2 separate regions of the Mus musculus genome follow, and region 1 is linked to region 2. A link is a contact called in public promoter capture Hi-C data. All regions are on one chromosome and are shown on one strand. Each heading gives the region's core, a stretch centred on a gene start, on an enhancer-like site or on the middle of the called end of the contact. The rest is flanking DNA. Distances are from core to core; before and after follow the strand shown. Region 1 holds the start of Pnrc2 (proline-rich nuclear receptor coactivator 2). Region 2 overlaps Srrm1 (serine/arginine repetitive matrix 1).

What was found. Promoter capture Hi-C pulls out the DNA fragments that hold promoters and counts their contacts.
Region 1: a promoter capture Hi-C map of liver shows a contact between it and region 2, with 2.7 times the contacts expected there. The contact joins the promoter of Pnrc2 here to the enhancer-like site in region 2. A contact is called at or near these places in 3 of 39 promoter capture datasets (the C10 cell line and liver), 5 of 484 Hi-C or Micro-C datasets (LSK cells, embryonic stem cells, granulocyte-monocyte progenitors and 1 more), 1 of 115 datasets of contacts at active chromatin or transcription factors (embryonic stem cells) and 1 of 9 other capture datasets (embryonic stem cells).

What each region holds. Positions count from the first base shown.
Region 1 is chr4:135,872,477-135,875,176 of GRCm38.p6, reverse strand. It overlaps Pnrc2 (proline-rich nuclear receptor coactivator 2), which reads left to right and starts at 1,331. Exons shown (of 3, transcript NM_026383.3): 1 at 1,331-1,503; 2 at 2,078-2,282.
Region 2 is chr4:135,334,213-135,336,912 of GRCm38.p6, reverse strand. All of the region lies in intron 9 of Srrm1 (serine/arginine repetitive matrix 1), which reads left to right. Among named protein-coding and RNA genes, the nearest start is that of Srrm1, 18 kb to the left of the region's middle. Within about 2 kb of position 1,377, at least 21 of the 459 cell types and tissues checked have an H3K27ac peak or open chromatin away from gene starts, as enhancers often do. A contact at or near this core is called in liver, where this site is marked.

The DNA of each region.
Region 1 (2,700 bases), core at 82-2,581, 540 kb before region 2:
AGCTCTTGTGGACTGGTAGCTATTAATGAGCTAGAGACAGTGCTAAGACATGGTGAATGCCGGAACCATGCTCTCCCAAAGGGCAGCCTGACGCTGACCTTGTAGGAGAGAGCAGGCTCAGCCAGGTGGCAGGACACAGGCAGGCTTCATGGCACCCAAGCTTTCCGACAATGTGGGTAATGGTGTCCTCTATGTCAAGCACCTTTTAGGCACAGAGAAGAAGGGCACATGAGCCCAGGCTCTTGAAACTCACTGTAGCATTATGCTTTGAAGTGTGGCACCACTGAGATGTCCTGAATCCAAGAACACTGGAAATCAGAATAGCACCTTGCCCTTAAAATTGCTGAGACTGGAATGAGATGACATAAGCAAAAGTCTAGCATGAGGTAGGGAGCAGATAAAACACCCTAGATGCATTTGGACAGGCTTGCAGAATTCTGGACCAACTTAATTCTGGACAGCAATGGCTATATAGATAGATGTGTGAGTGTGTGTGTCTTATTTGCATCACAATTTGGAGCCAATGAAACGTTTTTGTTTTGCTGAGATGGGGGTTTTGCTATGTACTCCAAACTGACCTCAAAACTGAGAAGCTGTGATTACAGGCCTGAATGAGGCAAGACACCTGGCACATTTACCCCCAGAATTATTCACTGAAATTGGTGTTCACCCTTGAAATGTTGACTCTAGGATACACGTTTTTCTTTTTCTCTTAAACAAAAGATATCTCTCCTTTCTTTCCCGAACCTTGCTGTCATTCTTGAGCGGTATATTTCTTTTCTCTAGTTTTCCCACTTTCGAAACAAGACCAAAAAATGTGTAGGGATCCAGCAAGTGCTGTGTATAGAAAAAGCAGGCCCTGATAGTAGTGACAGTCTCAGGTACCGAGAAAAAAGTGAAGCTAGATCAGAGGAGACATAAAAAAGGAAGGTGGTCATGTGCAGAAATAGTTGCCGGGCTCTGGGTGGGGTGAATATGACCCACGGCAGCTCTGGGGCTGGCCCAGTGACCGCAGGACAGAAAGGGCCAGGAACAAAGACGGGCGCCGCGCAGAGGTCTGGTCACGGAAGTAAAGTACGGGCCCCGCTGCCAGAGGCCAGCAGAAGAGCAGCTGCCCTCCGCCAGCCGGGGAAAGTCCAGCAGCGCGGCTCCCGAAGCGGGCCAGTTATTCCCGACATGCTCCTCCCGCAGGATTTCAAACCATGACAACAGCCACCCCGCACTCCCCCCCCCCCCCGCGTGCCCCAGCAACAGGCGGTGGCTGGCGTCTCATTGGCCGCGGGACGCGCTGCCGCGTCCTCATTGGCTGCACAGTCTCCGGTCCTCTTCCGCGCTTGCAGCGGCCTCCATTTTGTCGGGAAAGGCAGTAGGAGGTTGGTCCCCAGACGGAGTTGTGATCCGTGACTCGTTCGTGGGCTGTTAGATCCGTGCATCGTTTCTCCCTGTAGAGGGAAGGAGGCTTGGAGGTCGAGAGGGAGCCGCCGCCGCCGCCGCTCGAAGTCGGTGAGTGTGGCGGGGGCGGCCATGTTGGCCATCGCGGGCACCATTGTTGGGCCTGGCTGAAGAGGAAGTGAGGCCGGTCGGGTGCGACCGACTCCCTGGGAGCGGAGCCGCGGGCTGAGGCTGCGAGCTTGCAGGTTCACTGTGCGGGTGACTGCGAGTGCGGGCCTTCTGACTTACAAAGTCGGAGGCTTCTCAGCCTTGTGAGGGTGTTTGCTAATTAGAACAGAGAAACCTTTCCCCTTAGAGGCGTGATCTTTAGGAATGTAAGGTTATTATGGTTTGTGAAAAATTATGGCACCCGTTACCGGAGTCATAGGCGAAATCACGATGCGCGCTGTTGGGAACAGAACCTTGATGTGGAAATGGCTGTGCGGGTCCTAGTTTCACTTTAAAACGGGTAAGAGTTGCAGGTAAGCCCCCAAGAGTTGTAAGCTGATATTTATGAGGTCAAAGAAAGTCGTGGTCTCATACATCATCTATGAAGCTTTGAGGAAGCAGCGACAGCCATTTCTGTAGAATGTCTAAAAGATCACTTTTTGGGGTTATTTTCAAGTAATTCTCTTTCCTTTTCTAGCTAGGACTTCTCTCAAACTTGTGTGCTGAGGAGACTCGATGTGGACCTCAGCTCCTAGGCTGAAATCAGCAGACTGGCTCATGAAAACTTGTGTACTGAGACAAAGGAAAGGATCTAGCAGAAAGCAACGTCTCTTATCCTGGGCTTGGCAGCAAGGAAGAGGACAAGTAGTGGAAATCCTTCAATCTGAAAAGCAAACTGAAAGGTATAAAGATTCCCATCACAGTGGGGCCAATTATCTTAGGAGTGAAGCAATTCTAAACTATTAAGGTCAGCGGCCATGCATGGCGATGCTGCAGTATTATGTGCCTGTAATTCCAGCACTCCAGAGTTTGGGGCAAGACTGCTTAAAGTTGGAGGCCAGTCTGGTATAGGAGACCCCACCAGCCACGGGTGGCTTTCGGTGTGTGGGGTTATTTCTTTTAGCTTGTACAAAGAATGAAAGAAGAGCTTGCTTTAATTTTTTTCTTCTTTCAATTTCACAAACTGGTATCTAGCTCACGACTTTAGTTTTTTGAGGTAGATGGTTTTGAAGTCGAGCCTAATGCCATCTTGTCATATTTTCTTCAACACTTCTAGAACTGGAACTATGGAAACATCACAAGGAACATGTGGAATTTATT
Region 2 (2,700 bases), core at 128-2,627:
TAAACTTTGTATAAAGATGAGCACATTTCAGCCTCTCTGAGTCCCTCACCCTGAGTGAGTGTCTTAATCTAATGCTCACTGTTCCAGCTTACTTGTCTTTCCCTGTGGACTTTACAAGGGTTTAGAGCTAGAAAGCTTTTTGGAGTTCTCACAATTATTTTAGAGAAATACATTTTTCATTTAGATTATATTACCTAGGCAGAAGGAGTTAACTGTTGAATAGGCCACAGTTGGAACTTTTAGTTACCTTTTTATTCATCTGCACAGGTGCCAGGCTCCTGCTCTGACACACACCTTGTACACATGTGTACAAGATAGATAGATAACTGCATTCCAGAGACGGCCGTTGTGGGGAACAGAGACCTGTTGTGTATTCTTGTGCACTTGGGGACCACTGCTTTAGCCAGACAGTTGAACTGTGGGCAGTTTATAGTCTGTTTTATGTCCATTGAAGCTTAAGATTGGTTTGAGCTATGTGGAAATGACCTTAGTGTTGAAATTTGAGAGTTAGAAAAGACCTTACCAGTTGTCAGGTTCTTTGGTTGAGTGACTTAGTCAAGGTTAGTTAGTTAAAGAGTTTAAAGCGTCCCTTCCCAGTTACACAGTGAGACTTGCCAAATTGCTACCTCCGACGACTAGGGAGGAAGGTGAAGGGTGGAATGAAGAAGTTCTTTGGCTTCTCTACTAGGTACTGTGATCAGAAATGCTATGTTGGAGTCTCTGGATACATAGGATTGTGGTACTGCTGTGATGTAATAGAGTTCCTGGTTGTGTTTCCTATATATACCAGTTGTTAATTGGCCATCTTAGGATCTATTGTTGATAATGTGCTAATGATCTAAGAGTAAGGAAAGAAAAGAGGGGGAATTTGGAAGTCAGTCATTGAGTACAGTTTACAGACCCGTCTGAGGGGCCTTGGAGGGACTTGAATTGCTCCTGATCTGGGCGCTGCATGGACTTGTCCTGAGTCGAGTGTCCTGCTACAGCCTGTCCTTTTAAGTCAGCGGGGTTGTGCTCTGTGGGTGCATCATGTATTCTCCTATTTCTGGTTATATAGTAACTTAACTTCACAGGTTATCTTTTGGGCAATCTGAGGTTAATAATTAATAGGACTCTTGAAGTGCTTTAAAGTTCCGGTTTTAGAATTGGTCTCTTGAATTTCCAACGAGGACAATTTGTTCTTTGAATTATTAAAAACGCTATTAACATAACAGTAAGTAAAGGGAAAAAATGTCATTTAGAAAAATAAAGAAACAGATGTTACTTACTATAATGCTTTTTCTTGAGTGGAAGGATAAAGTGTATGCTATAATAGTGTCAAAGACTTAATGAGACACTAAGTCACGGTGACCCTCCCATGTGTTTATTCACTCTGTTTAACAGAATACATAATGTTGGCTCCATGTGATGGCACGCCTCACCCCTAGCCCCTGAACAGTTTCTCTGTAGCCCTGGCTGTGTTGGGACTCTGTTGTGGATTAGGCTGGTTTTAGAGATCCCTCTGCCTCTGCATCCTAAGTCCTGGGATTATAAAGTTGTGCTCCACCACTGCCCAGCTAAGGGTGTAGTTCTTTTTTTTTTTTTTTTTGAGACAGGGTTTCTCTGTGTAGCCCTGGCTGTCCTGGAACTCACTCTGTAGACCAGGCTGGCCTCGAACTCAGAAATCCGCCTGCCTCTGCCTCCCAAGTGCTGGGATTAAAGGCCTGTGCCACCACGCCTGGCAAGGGTGTAGTTCTTAATTCCAGTATTACATAGCCAGTTTGAGGCCAGATCTTCTCTCAAGATAAATAAAAGCGATGTTGTAGTTTAGTTATTTTATTTATTCTGTAGATATACACCAATTATCTTGTAGGGATAACCACTTCATTTTCTTCTTAAAATCAAGCCACTTTGGGCCTCTTAGATTGTGTGTGTGCACGTGAGCCTTTTGTTTGTTTGGTTTTGATTTTAGTTCTATAAAAGTCTTTTTATGTAATCGAGACAGGCAGTCCTGTTTTAGCCTCCTATGTGTTGGGATTTTTTTTTTTGGTTTTTTTTTGGTTTTTCGAGACAGGGTGTCTCTGTGTAGCCCTGGCTGTCCTGGAACTCACTTTGTAGACCAGGCTGGCCTTGAACTCAGAAATCCGCCTACCTCTGCTTCCCCAGTGCTGGGATTAAAGGCGTACGCCACCACGCCCGGCTTTGTGTTGGGATTTTTAAAATGACTTGTGTTCAGTGGTAGGCATATACACGCTGTGCAGGTGTGTATAGGCCAGAAGAGGACTCACCTCGAGCTGAAGTTGCAGGTGGCTCTATGAGCTCCTCAGGCAGGTGCTGCAAACCAAATTAAATCCTCTGTCAGAGCAGCAGTGCTCGTGACCACTGAGTCACTCCAGCCCCTTACTTTATGATCTCTGGGACTTCAGGTGTTAGGCATTCTCTGCCCAGTTCAGTAGTTTGTCCAGGTAACTTCAGCAGATGGAGTCATTAACTGCAAGAATGAGCTCAGGGATGCAGGGCTTGCTGTGAGGTTATGCAGTAGGTTCCTCAGTGCTAGATCCAGTTCTTGGGGATCATCGTGGTAGTCTATGATAGAATTTATAGTATGAAATAATAATAACTGTTTTCTAATCAAATAGTTTATCAAAGTTTACTAGTCATATAAAACAAGAGTCTCAAGGATTGTTTCTTAGATGGGGCCTTTTTTTTTTTTTTTAAGAT